2 separate regions of the Capra hircus genome follow, and region 2 is linked to region 1. Evidence: chromatin contacts called from public Hi-C data. All regions are on one chromosome and are shown on one strand. The core of a region is the stretch at or near the end of the contact, and the rest is flanking DNA. Distances in the headings are between cores, read along the strand shown. Region 1 has its middle 22 kb from the start of TMSB10. Region 2 has its middle 99 kb from the start of TMSB10.

Region 1 (5,160 bases), core at 1,042-3,541:
CTCAGTCGTGTCCGACTCTTAGCAACCCCATGGACTGCAGTCTACCAGGCTCCTCCATCCATGGGGTTTTCCAGGCAAGAGTATTGGAGTAGGTTGCCATTGATGGATGCTAAATCCATCACAGTTTGCTTCTCATCAGCGTTGCTTACCAATACACCTGTCACCCAGAACATGATTGGTACCAAGGGACGTTTGTCCCACTATAATCTTTATGTGTGTGTGTTAGTCGCTGGCTGCACTGGATCTCCTTGTTGCAGCACATGGGATCTTCAGTTGTGGCGTGTGGGATCTAGTCCCCTGATCAGGGATCCATCCCTGGCCCCCTACATTGGGAGCAACAGAGTCTTAGCCACTAGACCACTAGGGAAGTCCCAACCCCACTATAATCTTTATCAAAGAAAGAAGTGAAAGAAAGTGAAGTTGCTCAGTCATATCCGATTCTTTGTGACCCCATGGACTGTAGCCCACCAGACTCCTCCATCCATGGAATTTTCCAGGCAAGAGTACTAGAATGGGTTGCCATTTCCTTTTCCAAGGAATCTTCCCAACCCAGGGATTGAACCCGGGTCTCCTGCATTGCAGGCAGACACTTTACCACTTGAGTCACCAGGGAATACCAATCTTTATCAGTCTTTATTTATGGGGTTGCACAGAGTCGGACACGACTGAATTGACTTAGCAGTAGCAGTATACAAACACAAATAAGAATATCCTTGGGGCTTCCCAGGTGGCATTAGTGGTAAGGAATCCATCTGCCAGTGCAAGAGACATGAGTTCCATCCCTGGATCAGGAAGATCCCCTAGAGAAGGAAGTGGCAACCCTCTCCAGTATTCTTGCCTGGTGAATCCTATGGACAGAGGAGCTTGGTGGGCCATAGTCCATGAAGTTGCAAAGAGCTGGACACGACTGAGCATCTGAACAAGAATACCCTTATGTACATGTAATAAAAACAATGCTGCTGCTGCTGCTGCTAAGTCGCTTCAGTTGTGTCTGACTCTGTGTGACCCCATAGACCGCAGCCCATGAGGCTCCCCCATCCCTGGGATTCTCCAGGCAAGAAACACTGGAGTGGGTTGCCATTTCCTTCTCCAATGCAAGAAAGTGAAAAGTGAAAGTGAAGTCGCTCAGTCGTGTCCGACTCTTAGCGACCCCATGGACTGCGGTCCACCAGGCTCCACCGTCCATGGGATTTTCCAGGCAAGAGTGCTGGAATGGGGTGCCACTGCCTTCTCCAAAAACAATGCTAGAAAATCTTATTATTTTTATTAAGCTGCAAAAGGGGATCCTTGCAAAGCAAGTCTGTAGGCGCCTCCCTCATTTCCATGCCATAGGCCACCCTCTTCCAAACAGATCGCTGCCTAGCCCCTTCTTTTTAGAAATTCTAGAGGTCTTAAAGGCCATAGAAAGGCTTCCCTGGTGACTCAGATGGTAAAGAATCCTCCTGCAGGACGAGGAGGGTTTGATCCCTGGGTGGAGAAGATCCCCTGGATAAGGTAATGGTTACCCACTCCAGTTTTCTCCCCTGGAGAATTCCGTGGACAGAGACTCCTGGCAGGCTACAGTCCATGGGGTCCCAAAGAGTCAGAGACGACTGAGCAACTAACACTTTCACTTCACAGAACATAGACACAAGGCAGATGAATGGCCCTTTAGACAAGGCTGTCCCATTGCTTATGCTCAGCTCGCCTGGAGGTTCCCGGCTGTTGGAAGCCCCCCCATGGCTTCATCTCCCCCTTCTGCCGGCCTGCTCAGAGTGCTAACAGGGTCTTTCCAGAACCCCTCGGTCACACTCTGGGGGTGGGGAGTTGGGGTGTCTGCCTGGCCTATCTAGGTGCCAGTCCACTTAGTCCACTTCCTCAAGCCTGGCCACCCCCGAGGGATACAGGGCTGGTGTAGGCAAGTGGAAGTGCAGGGCTGGCACTGTCAATTCGAGCATCATGAGAGGGTCTGATGACTCCAATAACAAGTTCTTGAGTGAGCACCAGCGTCCACATGGAAACGAATTGAGCCTGGGGGTGTTTAGAACCAACCACGGGGCAGAAGGGAGGGGAATGTACCCTAAATCCGGTCTCTGGTGGGCTCAGGGCTCTAGGGCCATGAGGGGCAAAGGGCGGCTTGAGATTCAAAAGCGCCACAGACCTGCCTCCGTGGTCTTCGGCCGCCGCATAGCCCCCGAGGGGAGGATGAGCGCCGACTGGCGGCGGGCCGTGGAGGCGGCCGCAGACTGAGCGAGCCCGGTAACGTGTCACGCCGAGAGCCGGCTCCGTGCCGGCGGCGACGTTGCACAACTTGCCCCGGGGGACACCGTTCTGACAGAGTCCAGTGGAAAGTTGCCCCTTGGAGTGAAGCTAGGCAGCGGTCCTGTCTCAGCCTGTGAGGACCCCACAAGCCAGCGGAGGAGCGGGAACGCTTGAGCAGGGGCTTTCTGGACAACGGATTTGCGCCCAGGGCGAAGGCTGTGGAGGGCGTGTTGGGTCTGCCTAGAGCCTAAGTGCTTGAGATGGGGATGGAAAAGGAGGGCGGGGATAGCTGTGAAGGGTCCCCAGGGCTATACTGGGGAATTCAGGTTTTATCCTGGGCCAGACATTTTAAATATAAGTAGCTTGGAGATATGCAGTTTTAGGCCAGCACAATGTTTAAAAAACTTCTGAAGGGCTTCCCTGGCTGTCCAATGGTTAAGACTCCAGGCTCCCAGTGCAGGAGAGCAGACTTCGTTCATGCAAGATTGGAGGGACACGAAAGAACTCAAACCACCAGCCTGCAGGCAGCCACAAGCAGGTTCCGGGTACAACGGGGCGTAAGTGGTGGCTACTGGGCGGAAGGAACACTGAAGACCCTAAAGAGGGAACGAGCGCCATCTTGTGGCCATTTCTGGAGTAGCCGTAGAGAAGTGGGACACGTTTCTGTATTTTGTTCCAATTCTGTTTCAGGTCTCCAGCAAAGCAGAAAAAAAAAAAAAATCCAGAAAGTAGTGTAGTATCTGCGGGCTTCCCCAGGTGGCTCAGTGGTAAAGAATCAGCCTATAATGCAGGAGATGTGAATTCGATCCCTGGATCAGGAACCCTGGAGAAGGAAATGGCAACCCGCTCCAGTATCCTTGCCTGGGAAATCCTATGGACAGAGGAGCCTGGCAGGCTACAGTCCCCAGTCACAAAGAGTTGGACGCAACTGAGCAACTAAACAGCCTAAAGGCCAGAAGCAACAAATTTAACACATTCCCTCTTCTCTGATCACAACTGACCTCCTTCATATTCCCCAAACAGTTCACACTGGCGCGAGGGTTGAGGGTGGAGCGCTTGACCTCCTGCTTTGACTCAACTTTGGAGTTTAGTTTGGGTTCTCAGGAGGTCTCCTATTTTCCAGCGAGCTTCCCTATAAGATCTCTGCTCTCTACACATTCTTATTCAACACTGCATAGCTTGTTTACCTTTAAGCTTGAGAGGCATTTAGAAGTAGACGGAGCTGCAACTTCCCTAGAGGTGGTTTTCAAAGGACCCTGACAAGCGAGTGTTAGTACAGTCACGGGGCCTTGGCACGGTCTACTGTGGGGCTTCTCTTCCTTTCCAAAGCTGCTTTTCCACCCACACTCACACATGTGAATTGGGCCTCTCTCAACACAAGCCTGATCTAAGTGGGTAGAGTCCCAAACCCAGACACATGGGTCCTTTTTATCACCCGTAAGGTCAGCAATGCTGACCACCCCTAGGAGACAGATGGGAAGGCAGGTCTGAAGGCGTTTTAAGAAAAGCAGATCTAATCACCTTAAATCTTTTAATTTAATTACGATTTAAGGTTTAATCACTATTAATCACCTTAAATCTATGGTGGCATAAGTTGTGGTGTACATGTTTATGAATTTGTCCTATTTCAGTCATGTCCTACTCTGTGTGACTCTATGGACTGTAGCCTGCCAGGCTCCTCTGTCCATGGGATTCTCCAGGCAAAAAATACGTTAGTTGCTTGCCATTACCTCCTCCAAGGGATTTTCTCCAAGCAGGGATCAAACCTGTGTCTCATGTCTACCTGCATTGACGGGAGGGTTCTTTATTGCTAGCGCCACCTGGGAAGTCCATAGATATGTATACTGGCAAATGAGTCTTGAATCCATGAATGAGTGATTAGTGAGGGAAGGAAATACCCAGGTTGGAAAAGGAGTGGGTGGAAGTGAGTATGAGAGTTGTGTTCAGGTCATGTGTGTGTGTGCTAAGTCGCTTCACTCATATCTGACTCTGTGCAACCCTATGGACTGTAGTCTGACAAGTTCCTCTGTCCATGGGATTCTCCAGGCAAGAATGCTGGATTGCCATGCCCTCCTCCAGGGGATCTTCCCAACCCAAGGGTCAAACCCGCATGTCTTATGTCTCCTGCGTTGGCAGGTGGGTTCTTTACTACTAGCTCCACCTGGGAAGTCCCTCAGGTCATAGAAGGGGACCAGCAGACAGAAAATAAGGCAGGTGTTGGTGTCGAAATGTTGCTTCAGCCAGGAGCTAGTGGCAAAATGGACCTAAACTCGCAAGCAGTTGCCAGGTACAGTAATAGTGTTTTCTGAGTAAACATTTTCAGAAATATTTTTTTGTGTAGAAAACTTGGTTTAGGAACATTTCAATATTTAATATTAAAAATCACATCTTAATTTTTAAAAGAAAATGCTTCAGCCATCAAATTTGTCTGCAAAATGAAACAAAAAAACTCCATGCTAAAATACCAAAGTTACGTGAGCAAAATCACCAACAACCTGAAAAACCTGTTTTTGTTTTTTTTTAGAGCTTCAAACTGATTGCATACTGATTGATGTCTGGATTTGCTGTAAACTATTTCCATAGAGACTAAAAGAAGCAAACTGCAAAGGAATAGATGGAAAAACAAAATAAATGTGAGGAAATGTTCGTACGTTTTGAATCTGAACAATGGGTTTATGGGGATTCCTTCTCTATTCTCTGTGCTTTTGAATATGTTTGTTTTCATTTAAAAAAATATGAAGACTTTCAGTTTCAGCTAGAACACAAACATCTGGGAAATTGTCACTCTATCCTCAAAACAAGAAAAAAAATACACTGAAAATTAGCAACTTTTCTTAGATACATCAAAATACTGAGGTGGTGGAGCAAATCTGCATGATGGAAAATGAAGAGGGGGGCTTCCCTAGTGGTCCAGAGGTT
Region 2 (5,160 bases), core at 766-3,265, 120 kb before region 1:
TTCGGAGAGCTGCAATGGGGCCACAGCGTGCAATAAGCCGTGTCTCAGAGATGAGGACTCTGAGGATCAGAGCCAGGCAGTGCGCTGACCTGAGCCAAACAGCTAAGGAGACACCGAGTCCCAGCCTTCCACCTCGGAGTCCAGTGTTGAAAGTCCTGACCATTCTGTGTAAACTGAGGATCCCAGCCCCTTTCTGCCCTCGGTATACTTATAAATGCACAATAAAATCCTCCATTTAGCAGAAGCCACCATAGCTGGAAACCTCAACCTGAATTTCATATCGCTTTTTTCTTTTCCAATAAAAAGCCTCAAAGATCAACCAGACAAGCTTAAGGTGGCAACTTAAAATAAGTATTTTCAAGGGGTAGATCCTGGGATTTGTATTCTTCCATTTCAGTCTTTGATGCTCAGAACTGACATGATCTTCCGAGGTCACGATGTCCCCTTCTGTGACAGCTGGCACATTAATGTCCTAAATAGCTAATTAAATTGCAGCATACCATCCTCTGATCCAAGAAAAAAGCTTAGATGGATTGTTATTATCTCCAGTTGGAAATGGAAAACAGGTAAAGCAGGTTCAGGACTTCACACACAAAGCAGCAGCAAAGCAGAACCTAAATCCAGGCAGCTTGGCCCCAGGGTCTTTGCCATTCTGACAACAGAATACTTAAGAGCCAGAGACCAGGAAAACAAATGAAGGTCCGTCCATACTCTCCCTTGTCCCGACTCCACTGCAATAAGAAGCAGAGGAAACTTAGAACCTGGGGAACCTGAGGGTGTAATTAGAGGCCAAGGTACTGGGCTCTACTGCATTCTTGGGTCCAACCACAGTCTAGGAACCCAAGATTGAAGAGGGGCAACTGATTCAGAGCTTCCCAGGTGGCTCAGTGGCAAAGAATCCGCCTGCCAACACTGGAGACACAGGTTCAGTTCCTGGGTTGGGAAGATCCCCTGGAGGAGGAAATGGCAACCCACTCCAGTATTCTTGCCTGGGAAACCCCATGGACAGGGGAGCCTGGATGGCTACAGCCCATGGGGTCACAAAGAGTCAGACATGACTGAGCGACTGAGCATGCATGCATGCAACGGACTCAGAAGAAAAGAACATTAGCAAGGCCCGGTGTAGAAGCGAGCAAGCTCATGAACAGAGTATGCCCAGACTTGGGGAGGGGGACTGAGCTTGCAGAGTGCTGCAGTGATGGCTCTCACCCCCTGCCCCTCTAGCCATTACCCAGTCCATGCTAACAAGGAGAAACCACAACAATAAAAACAACTAACATTTCCTGAGCATTACAAGGTGTGCGGCACTGTTCTTGGTGCTTTACACAACATTCTGCCTCCCCCCAACCATCCTATAAGGCAGGTGTATTATTAACCCCATTATCCAGATGAGGAAGAGGCACAGATAGATTAAGCAAATTGCAACTCAGACCCAGGTGGTCTGGCTCCAGCGTCCACACTCTCAACCAAACAGGAATGAAAACAGTAATTGTTCAGTGAATGAAGAGTCCCTATCAGCAATTGTTATCATTATGCAATATACTATACTGCCTGACTTCAATTTCCTCCTACTCCAAAGAGAAGCGCCACATCTCATCTTTTCACCTGCAGGTCCCCATGACAAAAGCTGCTGCTTCCTTTTAAACCTCTGGAGCTTTCAGTTTGGGCTTATCCTCACTTTACAATGAAAAGCGTGCTAACCACACAGGTTTTTAAATCTCACACTGGCAAGGTGAAGAGTTTGGGAGCAATTTCTGAATTTCTGTGGTTCCCTCTGATCAACTCAGCCTTCAGCAAGGCACCAGGAGAAATGGACACATGCAGGGGAGAAAGCCGCCCCATGAAGACAGCTGAGCCCTGGTGGCTTTCCAGGACACTCCTGATAGCCGGAGGGCCCAGGGACTGTGAGGTCTCCACCCAGAGCTGCAGCTGTATGAAGTACCACACCTGAAAGTCAGGCGAGCCCAGGTGCCCCGGTGTCACCTGTGCCATCCGTCCAGTACAGTCTCCATCTGGGGCGGCCGGCCCTCCTCACATCGGCAGGCCAATGTCATCTCAAAGCCTCTCCTGGTCCCTGCCCCCAGCACCCCATCGTCCCAGCACTGGACATCTGGGAAGCTCTTAAAACAGCCAAGTCAGCAGCAGTGGGAGGCAGAAACCCACACTAAAGAGGCAGGCAGCCTTGGGCACCCAGCTCCCTTTTGTTTCATCTCTCAGACCTAGCAAGCCTCCTGGAATAGAGTCCCCAGCTCCAAATCCTAACAGAGAGCCTCCACCACCCAACTAGGGGACAAGCCACGGACACCTTTGAGACCTGAGCCTCGTCAGGGTGCCTGCAGAGCAATGGTTGACAGCTCATTGAGACAAACTTGACCTGGCAGTGCAGCACAGCCTGCCATCCAACTACAGCATACAGGACTCAGGAGGAGGAAACTCGCTCCCAGACCCACCCAGGGCTACCAAGCCATTTGTTTCAAGTAGAACTTTTCAACAAACAAGATGAAGAAATCTGACTCTTTATTTTTTCTAAAACAGTTTTATTTGAACATTACATTCATAACATAAAATTCATTGATTTCAGGATTTGGGGAACATTCATAAAGTGTATGCAACCCTTACCACTAATTTTAAAACATTTTCATCGGCTGAGGTTGTGATAGGGCTTGCATTGAATGTGAAGCTCAATTTGGGGAATACTGCATCTTAACACTATGTATTATGTCTTCCAAGCCACAAACATGAGATGTCTTTCTATTTATTTAGATCTTCTTTAATTCCTCCCAATAATGTTTTTAGTTTTTATTGTGCATCTTGCTCATTACTAAATTGAGTCCTAAAGATTTTTTGTGCTGTTGCATCTGGAACTGGTTTCTTTTATTTTTAACCTTTTTTTTAAATTGAAGTATAGTTAATTTAGAATATTAATTCCAAGTCAGTTGTACATAGATGGGTTCTTTTTCTGGTTCTTTACCATTATAGGTTATTGTAAGATATCAAATCTAGTGGAACTGGTTTCTTTATTTCCACATTATTCATTGCTAGGGTATAGAAATACAAATAATTTTTGTATTGATCTTATATCCTGAATTCAGTTAATAGTTTTAATAGGTTTCTCTATGTATGTGTGTGTGTGTGTGTGTGTGTGTGTGTGTATTACTTAGGATTTTCTATACTTAAGATGATGTCTTCTGAAAATAAGATGCTTCACTTCCTCCTTTCCAATGTGAATAGCTTTTATTTCTTGTCCTTGTCTAATTTCCCTGAAGGCTACAACCTTCAGCACAAGGTCAAAGAGAAGTGGTGAGAGCAGACATCTGTGTCTTGTTCCTAATCTTAGAGGGATTCAGTCTTCTTCATTAAATATGATATCAACTATGGGTTTTTCATAACAATTTTTTTAACAGGTTGATAAAGTCCCCTTCCATTCCTAGTCTGATGAGTGATTTTATCTGAAAGATTCCATTTTGTCAAATGCATTTTCTGCACCTTTTGAGATGATCTTGTCATTCTTGTCCTTTATTCCATCAATATGAGATACTACATTAATTGAGTTTCAGATGTCGTGGTAAACTGATTATATAACCCCTAGAACCTGTAAATATCTTGTTGTTTTAATCACTAGGTCATGTCCGATTCTGCAACCCCACAGGCTGTAGCCCGCCAGGCCCCTCTGTCCATGGAATTCTCCAGGCAAGAATACTGGGGTGGATAGCCATTCACTTCTCCAGGGGATCTTCCCAACCCAGGGATCGAACCAGGGTCTCCTGCATTGGCAGACAGATTCTTTACCACTGAGCTACCAGGGAGAAATCTTACATGGCAAAAAAAAAAAAAAAAAGGCAGGTAGGTAGTTTGCAGATATAATTAAGCTAAGGGTCATGAGACCAGGAGATGACACTCGATCACTCACTCTGCCGCTCCAGAAGCGCTTCTCTTCAGTCGCTGCACCTGGTAAGAAAAAAAACCAAATGGGGTGAAGGGTCCAATTTCAAGAAGCAAGTGGAAGAACTGAAAGAAGAAAGCAAATGTTCCTTCTGCATATTACCCAGCCTCCGGCATTTCCATCCTTAATTCTGGAAGCTGCCAAGGTATGTTAGAATCGCTCAAGAAATACAGGAATATATTTCAATATTCCCACAAAGGAAATAATTTTTCCAGTCTATCTCCATGTACACTACTAATAGTTAATAATAGCTGATGTACCTTAGGCTTGAGAGGCTCACAGTCACGTAGCACAGAGAAGAAAAATTTAAGGGAAAGCTGAAACACAGAAAGGTGCCAGGAAAAAGTTGGGATTAAGTGCCAGGTAAATGCCTTTCCGGCCAGGGAGTGTATCAGGAAACCCTCGTGGAAAGAGAACTAATGTAACAGGCACCAGCTCATCCAGCAAAGGGACAGTCACCATCAAAGGGACAGTTCGGGAGTTTGGGATGGACAAATGCACACTGCTATATTTAAAATAGATAATCAACCAGGACATACTGTATAGCAGATGGAACTCTGCTTACTTAATGTTATGTGGCAGCCTCGACGGGAGGGGAGTTTGGAGAACAGATACGTGTATACGTACGGTTGGTGCGCCCCAGGGGGCGCTAGTGGTAAAGAGTCTGCCTGCTAATGCAGGAGACAGGAGAGATGAGGGTTTGATCCCTGTGTTGGGAAGATCCCCTGGAGTAGAAATTGGCAATTCACTCTAGAACTCTTGCCTGGAAAATCCCATGGGCAGAGGAGCCTGGCGGGCTACAGCCCACGGAGCTGCAAAGAGTTGGACATAACTGAGAACACAACACAAATGGCTGAGTTCTTTTGCCGTCCACCTGAAACTATCACATCGTTAATCAGCTATACTCCAGTAGAAAATAAAAAGTTTAATTTAAAAAAAGTCAAAGAAGGTGTCACTCCTCTCACACATACCAAGGCCCTCCTCAACATCCCCTCCTTGGCAGAAGCAGCAGAGTCCTGAGTCTGATCAGAGATAACCTGCAACTCACCAGCTCCAAAGGCAAAGACAAAGCCTTTGTCAAGGGAACTCCTCCAAAAGGGCCTTCACCCGCTTCCCCATCCTCTACTTTCTCTTGTAGATAACCTTCCCCAGAGGAAGTAGCTGTCAATCTCCTGAGCAGTGAAGTCAGCCTACAGTAGTAGTGTGGCGTTAATAAA

The links. A called contact is a pair of places that touch in the nucleus more often than the background predicts.
Region 2: a contact with region 1 is called in a Hi-C map of liver, with 4 times the contacts expected there. The contact joins two enhancer-like sites. A contact is called at or near these places in 2 of 5 Hi-C or Micro-C datasets (blood and liver).

Annotation. Positions count from the first base shown.
Region 1 is chr11:49,583,307-49,588,466 of ARS1.2, reverse strand. No RefSeq gene overlaps it. Among named protein-coding and RNA genes, the nearest start is that of TMSB10, 22 kb to the left of the region's middle. Within about 2 kb of position 2,291, at least 2 of the 5 cell types and tissues checked have an H3K27ac peak or open chromatin away from gene starts, as enhancers often do.
Region 2 is chr11:49,704,251-49,709,410 of ARS1.2, reverse strand. No RefSeq gene overlaps it. Among named protein-coding and RNA genes, the nearest start is that of TMSB10, 99 kb to the right of the region's middle. Within about 2 kb of position 2,015, at least 1 of the 5 cell types and tissues checked has an H3K27ac peak or open chromatin away from gene starts, as enhancers often do.